Regions from separate parts of the Zea mays genome. Here region 1 is linked to region 2. The links are chromatin contacts, called in public Hi-C maps. All regions are on one chromosome and are shown on one strand. The core of a region is the stretch at or near the end of the contact, and the rest is flanking DNA. Distances in the headings are between cores, read along the strand shown.

Region 1 (6,107 bases), core at 793-3,292, 300 kb after region 2:
GCAAGTCCAAATCATACAATTGTACCTTTTATCAACGACAGCAATATGCAACAGCTCAATGGTATTTGAGGACACCAATACTTGCACTCCATCTGAATGCAGAATTTCTTTCTTGAGCTCTTCTATACTCTCATCAGAGCATGACATCCACAAACTAGAAGCCTTAGCTATTGTATTCGCGACTTCAAATGCTAAAATACAGGCTCTATTGCCCCGGTTGGTTCCTCCGGAGAGAAAGCCGCTGCCAGGATTCAAGCTTGTCATGCTACTCCCGAGCGTGTCTAACACTTCAACGGCAGCAATGCTAGCTCTTCCCAGAAATGTACCTGTGTCTGATACCTGGCAGAACTTAGTATGTCAGAGTTCATGTGAAAAGACCTACCGCTATGCTCTCATGTAATGATCTCTTAGTTCTACTTCGTCAGCTACAAATGGAAATCTAACTAGCTATTGTGCAAAATGACATCAGGAAAAGAATGTTTGTAGTTAGGTGACATTAGGTGAGCTCGTGACATATAAAGCAACGTTTATATATTCTAAGAATGCTATTCTGGTATGAAATGTTAAAAGTTATGACTTATGAAACAGCACTACTAAAAAAATGAAAGTTCATGCAACTAGATCATGGAAACATGAAACTTTGACTGAGCTTGGTCAAAATATGAAAGGAGATGCCAGTCCTTGGAAGCTGTTGGATTGCTTCTCTGAATTTACTGTGCCCTCGTTTTTTATATCATTAGCTATGAGATTCCTGTCATGCCCAATGACTTAGCCGCTGCTTATCCCAGTTTTTGTCTACACATGCTGACAGCAATACGCAACACGACTAGTGTTTGTCCATCGTGCCATGGTTTGTAGTTTGACAGAGACTCCTTGCACATTCGGAGGAGAGCAACGACCCCTCCTAGCTGCGAATAAAAACTGGAAACTTCGTGCCTCCGGAAGAGTTGTTCGTTTATCCAGGAATGCACTGGTGACCGATTCCAGGTGATCAAAACTTATATAAATTAGGGAAACAATCCGGAAAACCGAACGTAAGATGGTATGATTTGGCGACTCCAAAAGCGGCACAGAGCAGAAGAGCGGTCAGACACAATTTCGCGTTGTGGGTCGCAGTCGCAGGCTTGACCATCCGTTCCAGAGGGCAGACTTTTGCTGACAGCAACGTGAATGTAGATTAAGCACCGGCTTCGCTTATCCCTGGCTGGGAGAGAGATTTGCAAGAAAAAGGGCCGCCAAGCTTGACTTCACACTGTAGTACTGTATGTATGCCGACATGCAGGCTTGTATTCTACTAATTATTGGCTTGACTTGTTGTATGTATCTGTATCTGTATGGTACGTATAGCGAGCACGCCCTTGTTCGCGTATCAATCGGTTGGTCGGAAAATAGGAACTCTGACGAGGATTGTGGTGAGCCCGCGAGAGTCTCGCTAGGAAATCGGTGGTGTGTCCAACTCCCAGCAGCAAGGTGACCTTGAATTTGAAGCAGCAGTACCGTCCGCTGTCCGCACCTCGAAAAGCAGCGAGAGCCGCGGCACGTACGCAACGCAGCAGCATGCACGAGGCGGGGGGCAGGGGATCAGGATGGGGATGTACCTTGTTGGAGTGGGGCGGCGGGATGGCGAGCTCGCCGGAGTCGAAGTTCCCGGGGCCGTACCTCCCGCGGCGCGCGTCGTAGGCGGCCGCCAGCGTGCCCGGCGCGTCCTCCGGGAAGTGCCTCGAGCACACGCACCCCATGGCTGGCTTGGCTTCTCAGCGGAGTCGGAGTCGGGCGAATGTAGCCGGCAGGCAGGAGGGACACGCGCTCTGCTGGAGGCAGGAGGCAGGAGGCTATTCCTCAAGTTGCTGGTGGTGGTGGAATCGGGCAGCTCGTCGTCGCTCCTCCCCAGCGCTGGAGTTGGGGTTGCTGGTCCCCGGAGGTGGCGGCGGGTTTGAAGTTGCGGGTGAGAGGCGGACGCAAGGGAGGGAGGCGCAGTGCGTGGCGTGGTGGTGGCCTGGTGGGATTGGCGTTGGCGAGCCGACACGACGGCAGTCGGCAGGGTTGGTTTGGGTTTGGGGTGGGTCGCTTTTTGTTTCGTGGACTGGGCAACCTCTGACTCGTTCCGTTTCCGTCTTTCTGTTCCCGTCCCACGCCCCGCCCGCCATCATCGTGCTCGTGCTCGTCCGGTCAAGCAATTAATTCAGCTGCGTGCGTCATCCGTCGCTGTGGCTTACCACCACGAAGCACGTGGCGTGTGCTGCATGCGGCACGTGGCAGTCGTACACCCCCTCTGCTGGAACTGGAAGCAACGACGACGGATCATTGTGACGTTGTGCAAAAAGGAGAAGAACAACGGCAAGGCAACAACGCGTTGCGTGCAGTGTGTGCGCGTCTCGTGTAGTAGTCGATGCAAACAACTGTATTTAGCAGCACTTCTATCAAATTAGGCTGACTCTGACTGTAGCAGCACGGGCATCCGACATCGGTTGCTTACTCTATTTTCGCACGATTCTCTCGCTCCTATGCCACTATAGATCGGACGGCCAAGATATGTCCAGGTGTCATCGCGGAGAATGGAGGGCGGCCGAGGGCACCCAACCCAACCCTAGCACCATCTGTCCATAAATACCGCACGGGTGGGGGTAGCCATCTCGTCTTCCCGATCCGCCGCCGCCAACAATTTCTTTATGTTTTTCTGTTTTCTTGTTCAGAGAACACGCATGTTCCATCCATGCCCACTTGCGCGTTTTTTTTGTTGTTGCAGTTCTTCCTCGTTTGCAGTTCTTCCTCGGGATTTGATTTGATTGATTGGATTGGGTTGGTGCGGGGGCATGCTGGGGGCAGATGACGACATGCTTACGAAGCAGAAGCTGCTGCCTCCGTGACGAGGCACGCCGTGTTGCTCGTCTTCCATGACTCTGATGCCTGCCTGCTTCGCTCCCACCACCCCACACCTTAATCGATGGATTAGGAATTAACCTGCAGCGCCCGTCCAGGTCTCGTGAGAGATTTATATGTTTGGATCAGATTTTAGTTTCTTGAGGCAGATGACGACATGTGCATCCTGCTTGAGATGCAGAAGCTGCCTCCCAGAGGCTTAGCCATGTTGCTCCTCTTCCATGACTCTGATGCCTCCTCGTCCTCTCCCATCATTTGTGTTTTGTTTTGTATTGGTTTTTTTTTGCTGTCTTGCTGTCAGTGATGGCCCATCCCCTAGCGGTTAAAGCTAACAAAACAAAACAGGCGATGTTTCCTTTTCTTGTCGTCACTCAGGCCTTGAAAGCACGCAGTCAGTTCTATGCATTGGATTCAGTCTGCGTTTCGGCTACACAATTCAACACAGGGAAAAAAATCCTAGGGTGGTCATGTGACAGAAATACCAAGGTAGCGAATAAGATTAAAAAGAACACTTTGTTGTGCTTGTCATTGTATAAAGGGATCCATCCGAGGATGAATTGGCTAGGTCGGTGAGAGATTGGAGATGGATAGGAACGTCGGCAGGGGGCCTTTGCCTACGGCCGAGTAAGAAGAGGGTTTCTCACTTCTAATTCTTGTCTATTTTATTTCTAATGAATTACGTAAATAGGCCGGTTAGTCGTCTATATCTAGCTAGAGATCCTTATCTCCTTAAAACTATTATAAAAACTATTAACAAACTAACTGATAACATTTCTAAATAATCTCAATTAATCTTATTTCTAACTATCATTATCTAACCCCACTTGGAGGGTCTATGACTGCTGGTGCTGTAGTCCCTTCGTGGGTCTTCTTGGGCCCTGACACTACCCATCTTGGACAAGCAGCTCGTCATCGAGCTGCAGCATGATGGATGCTCAAAGATCGAGTCTACTTGACACAAAACTAGACACCTAGAAGACAAGTCTTTTACATCTAGGCTTATCTTATTATTCTGATTCTGATTTTTTTGACCCCCATAAGATAAGACAGACACACTCCATGCATTGGACTTGCACGTGTGCAGCCACCTGTATCCCATGGATGCCATCTGGACGAAAGGGGGGCACATACACGAACACCTGGAATAGGTCGCAACAATAACCAGCGGAGGCGCCCTCGTGGCGCCCTGTAGTGGAATGTGGTGGCGCTAAACAGTGCGCCCTTGCCGATGACGAGAGGAGTGCATTTCCAACCGTCGCTGCCGTAGAGTTGAAGTTCGTCGCCAGTGGAACACGTACCATGCTCGCACTTGGAGATAGTGGTCCGGTGCCGCTGCTGATGGCCGACCGACAGGGCGAGATCGCGCCTCCGTGTGCCGAGGTCAACCGTCACCAAGGCTGCCTTGAGCATCTGCCAACGCATCTCTTGCACTATCCATCATGCAAGGAAGCCACGAGCAGCAGCCTGTATGCCCACAACCGTCGACGTCTGGAGCCGTGTGGATAACGCCAACTGTTTTTGCTCATGTTGCACTGTTGTTTTGATTTGCAGCAGCCCCTGCTCAACCATCCGAAGCGAGGCTTGCATCTTTGCGAGATCAGCCCTTATGTTGGTCCACAAATCCCCCATCGATGGAGCTGGTGATTGTTGAGTCGTGGCTGCCCCTAGTGGCGTCGTCCATGGGGACGGAGACGTCATCAACGGAGATGATGTGATGAAATTTGGCGTTGTCCTTGGAGATGGGCACGCCGGCATCCAGCATGTGGTGACAAAATTGACAGGCGATGTTGTTCATGGAGATGGGGACGCCTGTTGCTAGGATGGTGTGACGAAGGTGGCATGCGGCGTAGCCCATGGAGATGGGAACACCGGTTGCCAAGACGGCGTGGCGAAGGTGACATGCGGCACAGTCCATGGAGATGGGGACGTCGATTGCCAGGATGATGCCACAAAATTGGCAGCAGAAGCTATGGGATCGGATCGAAACCCAAGCTTAGCGGATACCATATGTTATGGTCGCTAGATCGGTGAGGGATTGGAGAGGGATATCGATGGACAGGAACGTCGGCCAGGGGCCTCTGCCCACGCCCGAGCAAGAGGAGGATAGTACCTAATTGATGTCGATTGTAAAGATTTCAGCATGTTCGGCACTATGTTTACATGAATGAAAATAGCATTCACTAGAGTGAGTAAATTGAAAACTCTGCACCAAAAAAAAAATAAGCTATACAAACACAATCCTTACGGTGCGCATTTGGATCCGCTCATTTCTGAAGGAATTGAAATTTATTTAGGGTCCGTTTGTTCCCCTTTATTTTGATGATTTGGAATTTAATTAATAGAGTAGGCTATTTTTTAAAAATGTGATATTACACAACTTTCTAAAGTGTATATATATGTCTATCTCAAATTCATGGTATGAGAAATGGAAACTGATTCTATAGATTTACATGCTACTTTTCTAATGTATAATTTATAACACACTCTTATGGTTTAGAATAATATACAAATATAATACACAAACAAATATATTAACTAATTAGTTTTGTCTAAATTATAATTATTAAAGAGAAATTCAATTCCAACAAAACAAACGGGGCCTTAACAAAATAACCTATTTTGTTTAGAATTTAATATTCCACCACTTTCCAAAAGTTCAGCTATCTCATTCCACTTTCCAAAAGTTCAGCTATCTCATTCGTGTGATGGAAAATGAGAAATAATTTTTTGTATCACTAGAATATGTTTCTACTCCACTCTTCGACTTACTCCTCTAGAAAAAAAAATATAGCACATAAATATTTTTAACATCTTGCTAATAATAGTATACAAACATATTTTTTATAAAACTATATTAGCTTAATTAATATGTGTCTACATTACTATTATTAGAATAGAATTAAATTCTAAGGAACCAAATAGGCAAACATAGTTTTTATAAAACTATATTAACTTAATTAATATGTGTCTACATTACTATTATTAGAATGGAATTAAATTCTAAGGAACCAAATAGGGAATTCTAAGGAACCAAATAGGGCCTGAGTGTATTTGATGACACATATATGCAAAGCAGCACCGGCACTAGTCAAGTGTGAAAGAATTTCGACATGCTGACCTCGCCTGATGCTATGCCTAGTAACGGAGAACAAGCATAACGATAAGGAACAAAACAATTTCATTAACAATTTCATTTTGCCAACCGGCTTCGGCTAAACTACCGAAAC
Region 2 (6,334 bases), core at 2,961-5,460:
GATTAATACAGCAGGTCTGGTTTCAGAACTACGCATGCATGCTTTTGGGTTGATTACAGTCGGCGTCTAGGTTGGAGTAATGGAGTGTCGTCGTCAGACAGCAACTCAACCTCAAAAGTTTTTAATGCTAGTGCTGGACACCAAAATGAGCCGACGGTCCGGCCCTTGGGCCCGAACGGTCCGCGTGTCCCGAGATTAGATTAACTTAGATGTTTATCCTTATCTCGTGCGTGGTTATCCATCTAATCACGTGAAAGTTTGTTGGCTACCTCTTAGAAAAAGGTCCAGACCTCCTCCCCTATAAATATAAAGGGGTACGGCCGATTGAAAACCCCGAACACATTCCAATCGAACCAATTACCTTATTTACTTTTCCTGCCCTAGGAGTAGATGTAGCATAATTCTAGTTGTAGTCTTCCGCATATCCACCTCCACCACTATTCGACTCTACGTCGTCTAGATCCATCTTGGGTGGCCTGTCGATCCCAAGACGACCCTAGGATCTCACCCCTCCCAGGGGCAAGATCTAGTTGTCCACTCGAGACCTCTTCCTCGAATTGATCTCTTAATTCCTAGGCGACTCCACGTCGTCTGAGGACGCCCCGAGTGACCTGTCGACCCGGAGCACCTTAAAATCTTTTTCTCCCAGGAGACGAGATCTAGATTTCAGCAAGGAGGAGGAAGACGACCCTGTCGCCAGGTCGCGAACCGTCCGGCCTAGAGCTGCGGACCGTCCGGTGTGACACAGGAAAGACACCGCTCCTACGTCCAGGTCGCGGACCATCCGACCCAAGGCCACGGACTGTCCGCGCCGCCGCAGAGGGCACTATCAGGCAACCCGTCGACCTGTCGCAGGCCGCCACCACTGTTCACCTCGCGGAGCCGAACTCAAGGTATTGCTCATCACGAGAAGGTCATAGGGTTCGTTGCTATTTGGTCCCAAATAGGTGGTGACCATCATAGAAGTATTGCCCCACATTTAGGATAACCACTTTATTTGACCCTACATCATCTAAAGGTGCCAATTATCGTCAAGCAGTTCATTATAGTGTTTGGTGACAAAAAGGCACCAACATACTTTTGGCGACTCTGCTGGGGACGAAGTTGCAAATCTACAAAATCAGGCTTACATGGCCGATTCTAAAGATCTCAACGGTGCTTCTCCAAACAGCAACACAAGGCTGACTAATTTATCGGCCGTTGAGCATAAAATATTAGAAGATGGCATGAAGAAAATAGACGAGGAGGCCCACCGACAAAAGGATCAGGTGCTCAAGGTGGCGTATAAGTGGTACCTCTCGCACTTCAGGGTAGACTGCCACTAGAAGACTGTCCAAGAGAGGGAGATAAACGCCGAGTATATGTTAGCCGTGCTACAACAGCTCCCCACGATAGGTGATGCTAGGTCAGCCAATGATATTCCATCTATTAAAATTTCTTTTGATAATCGGATTAAAAGTATCACGAAGGATATAGAGAGGATGACACATGCATTATGAAAAACTCATATGCCTAATTTTTTATCACATAAGTTAGGCGCTGAAACAATTGCGCCAAACACATCGGCGACAAATGAGTTTCCCCAGCCATATTCTGGTATGCTGATGGACTCATATCCAGGACGACCATCACCACCATCTTCGCTAAATGGTGAGTCAACCCTGAGCACGGTCGGACCGTCCGCACACAATCGCGGACTGTCCGGCCCTCCGTCAGACCGTCCGGCACCCTATGCCGGACAGTCTGGAGTTACACAGAGCCCACCACAAGGGTCATAGGTGTTGCCTGACGTGACCGGACAGTCCGAGGAAAGTACCGGACCATCCGATCCACCCGCAGACCGTCCGACTGTGCAGGTCGGACCGTCCGGAGCACCAAAAGTCACCTGTGATCCGCCTAGTGCGGAAGGCCGGCATAAATATAATCGGCCACCCAAGCACGATCGGACACCCGATCACGGTCACCTGTCCTGCGTACGCCGAACGATCCGGGTACTAAGGCCGAACAGTCCGAGACAGGAGCGGACGGTCCGGCTATAATGGTCGGACGGTCCGCAGATAGTCAGAAGCAGCAACCTCAGACCACTGGACCAAAAGGTTCCAAAACAAGTGTTAGGAAACAAAATACTACTAAGACGTCTGGACGACTCAGTAGAGTCGGCCCTACTTTTGGTCAGTTGCTTGCCAAATATACGAAGAAGGCCGTTCCACACAACTGGCCAATAAAGCAGACAAAGTCAAAAGGGTGATCTGTGCGAAAGCAAAAGCCGACTAAACGGACCCAAAAGGTAGCACAACCAAGATCGCCTTGTCATCCTCCTCCGGGGATAGCATGGTGCGTCCCGTTTTATCCATCGCCGATGTGTTGTCCTGCTCATGTGTGGGGTGGTACGGCGACGAATTCGTATTACTGGCCCAATCAGTTTGCTTATTTGGGCTGGGGGGGCACCACAAGTTTTTGCCTATTGACAGGTTCATCAGGTAGACATGGTCGAAGAGGATGCGATCCAAAACGGCCTCTATGCATTAAAGTTCCATCAAGTATTTATATTATCTGATCGCAAGAGCCGATGACTTGCATCGAGCTGAGTCCTTACTTCAGGAACAAAAACTCATGAAGTCAATTGTTTCCGAAGTTTTCGCTGATGCCTTTGGTTCGCCAAGCTCCACCAAAAGACAGGGGGCATATGTTGGACACCAAAATGAGCAGACGGTCCGCGTGTCCCGAGATTAGATTAACTTGGATGTTTATCCTTATCTCGTGCGTGGTTATTCATCTAATCATGTGGGAGTTTGTTGGCTATCTCTTAGGAAAAGGTCCAGTCCTCCTCCCCTATAAATATAAAGGGGTACGGCCGATTGAGAACCCCCGAACACATTCCAATCGAAACAATTACCTTATTTACTTTTCCTGCCCTAAGAGTAGATGTAGCATAGTTGTAGTTGTAGCCTTCCGCATATCCACCTCCACCACTATTCGACTCTACGTCGTCTAGATTCATCTTGGGTGGCCTGCCGATCCCAAGACGACCCTAGGATCTCACCCCTCCCGGGGGGCAAGATCAGTTGTCCATTCGAGACCTCTTTCTCGAATTGATCTCTTAATTCCTAGGCAACTCCACGTCGTCTGAGGACGCCCCGGGTGACCTGTCGACTCGAAGCACCTTAAGATCTTTTTCTCCCAGGGCACGAGATCTAGATTTCAGCAAGGAGGAGGAAGACGACCCTGTCGCCAGGTCGCGGACCGTCCGGCCTAGAGCTGCGGACCGTCCGGTGTGACGCAGGGAATTCATCGCTCCTGCGTCTAGGTCGTGGACCGTCCGGCCCAAGGCCACGGACTGCCCGCGCCGCCGCAGAGGGCACTATCAGGCAACCCGACGACCTGTCGTAGGCCGCCACCACTGTTCACCTCGCGGAGCCAAACTCAAGGTATTGCTCATCACGAGAAGGTCATAGGGTTTGTTGCTATTTGGTCCTAAATAGGTGGTGACCATCATAGAGGTGTTGCCCCACATTTAGGATAACCACTTTATTTGACCCTACATCATCTAAAGGTGTCAATTACCGCCAAGCGATTCATTATAGTGTTTGGTGACAAAAAAGGCACCAACAGCTGCTAGCTATAGCTAGTACACTAAAACTCATCTCTGTGTCAACGTCGAGTTGTTATAGAGGACGATATATAGCTGTAAAAAATTAAAAACTGAACTCTGAATGAGTAATAGTGTGGCGTACAGCAGCAAGTACTACTGTCCCGTACCAGCTAAACTACAAAGGCCATGGAACGATCTTGCATTGGGAAAGAAAAAGGAAGACGGCGATCGAGAGGTCCATTCCAGATAATATATCACGGCTATTATATTAGCTAGAAAGGGCCGGGATGCCCTACCCAGATGACAGTTCACTGGAAATTCTTGCATTGGTATCATATCGATCGATCTCCTAGTGGGTCGGAGACTCGGAGTCGTCCAATAAGTAGTGGTGGGGTTAGTCAACTGCCTCCGTCGTAGCCCTCTAGCTAGACATGATGCATGATTATGCAGATGCCAATTAATTAACAATCATCCGTTATTATTAGCCTATCATGCATATACGAATACGACACACGCTGCTTGCATCAGCATCTCTGTCGCCACAGCCTGCTGCGCCGTGTATATATATAACTCCTCCTACAGCAGGGCAGGGCCATGAAATATCTCACCGCCCGCGCGCGCGCGCCGGCAAATATATATAAAGCAATTGCATTAGCAGCAGCTAGCTCAGTGCTGCCAAAGCTAGCTGAGCTGCACTGCACTGCACCACAGCATATATCCAAGCAGCAGCTAGAAAGTAGAGGAAGCACCACTACGATTACATATATCCAAGCCAAGCGCCCTAGCTTGCTGGTGTTGTTGGTGCTCCGGCCGGCCCTCTCTCGTCTCCTTACTAGCTACCCGTCATGGCGGCCAACTACCACCACTACCAGATGGCGGTGCACGCGGCGGCGGCGGCGGCGGCGTGGAGGAGGGAGCCGGACAGCCCGCAGCTGAGCTTCGTGAGCGGGTGCAGCTCCCTCTTCTCCATCTCCACGCTGCAGGACGACGACGACGACCGAGCCGCCGCCGTCGTCATCGCCGCCGGCCACGCGCTGCCCTCCACGCCCGTCTCGCTCGCGGGCTTCGTCGGCGACGAGGTCGACATGGAGGTGCAGCAGGCCAGCGGCGACGATCGGAGGAGCATCAGGATGATGAGGAACCGGGAGTCCGCGCTCCGCTCCAGGGCCAGGAAGAGGGTCAGTATAGTAAACTCACTACACAAAAACATGTACGTCGGTCTGTACTATAAAGTATATATATACAAAACAGATCGTACGTTTGTATTTGGATACAGTACGTTTTTGAATGCTACCCCGGCCTCGATCCTTCGTTTCAAACTATAGATATATTTTTTGGAGCTGGTGGAGAGCACTTATTTCCAAGCCTAAACTAAAGCATTTACCTACTACTATCACGAAGATATATAAATATATATATATATATATATATATATATATATATATATATATATATATATATATATATGTTTTGTTTGGATATATATATGATGGCCACCATCGCTAGCTCTATCATCCCAGTAGAAAAATCTCAAACAGAAGCTATAGTTAGCTAATTATTAACGCTAGCTGATCAATGATCATGACGATGAGTTCAGTTGTACCTGCCCCTCAAACTAGAGTCTGAAGTCTAAGCACGAATTGATTCATCAATATCACACATGCATATCAGCGACTACGTACTGATATAGAATATAGTTACATGTAGTATGTAATCAGCTATATATGCTTTAATCAGCTAGCTAATTATTAGGGAACCAAACTACATCAGCTGGCCAAACAATCTACCATAGTTTGATCAGAACTTTGCATTGCTAGGTCAATGAAAACCAACATCCCAACCAGCAGCAGCATGGTCGACGACCTGAAAACGAAAGGCCCATGTGTTAATTAGTTTATATCTCGATTAATTGTTACTCATTGCTAAGTTTTACTCTCTGTGTGGATATTGCAGGCATACGTGGAGAACCTGGAGAAAGAGGTTCGCCGGCTAGTGGATGACAACTTGAAGCTCAAGAAGCAGTGCAAAGAGGTGCTAATATATATAAGCATGCCAAATGATGCATCCCTTAATTGCTCTTTTCTTTAATGCTGATGAACACTTGTTTTCCTCTGTTGTTGTTGGGGTTTTTTTTTTTGTGCTGGATGGACAGCTGAAACGGGAGGTAGCGGCACTGGTCCTCCCAACCAAGAGCTCACTTCGGAGAACCTCATCCACCCAATTCTGAAGGGGCGAAGGGAAATGAAATATATAGATTTATATATTTGGTGGTAGCAGTAGCAGTACAAAGTTAAGATCGAGAAGGAATATGGTTGTTGGACTTGTGCTGTGTGCATTTTTTCAGTGCCAGTGTGTGTCGGTGTGTGAAGCAGGGGCAAGGGGACATATATATGAATTAGGCAATGTGCTATGACCTATATATATATATATATATATATATATATATATATATATATATATATATATATATATATATATATATATATATATATATATATATATATATATATATATATATATATATATATATATATATATATATATATATATAATATATATATATTGTTAGCTCAAATGATATAGGGTTTTATAAAAAAATAAACATATGTGTATATATATAACTAAATATAACGGGAAAAAACATTTTACCATCATTTGGAGGTGAGTGACATATAAAATGTTATGTTAGTGACTGAGGTGTCAGTCAATAACACATGTTAAAGTGTCATCCATAAAAATGTC

The links. A called contact is a pair of places that touch in the nucleus more often than the background predicts.
Region 1: a Hi-C map of ear shows a contact between it and region 2, with 1.7 times the contacts expected there. The contact joins the promoter of LOC100275634 here to the promoter of LOC100191685 in region 2. A contact is called at or near these places in 2 of 25 Hi-C or Micro-C datasets (ear and tassel).

Annotation. Positions count from the first base shown.
Region 1 is chr6:93,527,609-93,533,715 of Zm-B73-REFERENCE-NAM-5.0, forward strand. LOC100275634 reads right to left here and starts at 2,043. Exons shown (of 11, transcript NM_001374092.1): 1 at 1,599-2,043; 2 at 26-339. The coding sequence starts at 1,739.
Region 2 is chr6:93,226,184-93,232,517 of Zm-B73-REFERENCE-NAM-5.0, forward strand. It overlaps LOC100191685, which reads left to right and starts at 4,211. Exons shown (of 3, transcript NM_001367116.1): 1 at 4,211-4,770; 2 at 5,546-5,623; 3 at 5,745-6,003. The coding sequence starts at 4,438. The coding sequence ends at 5,819.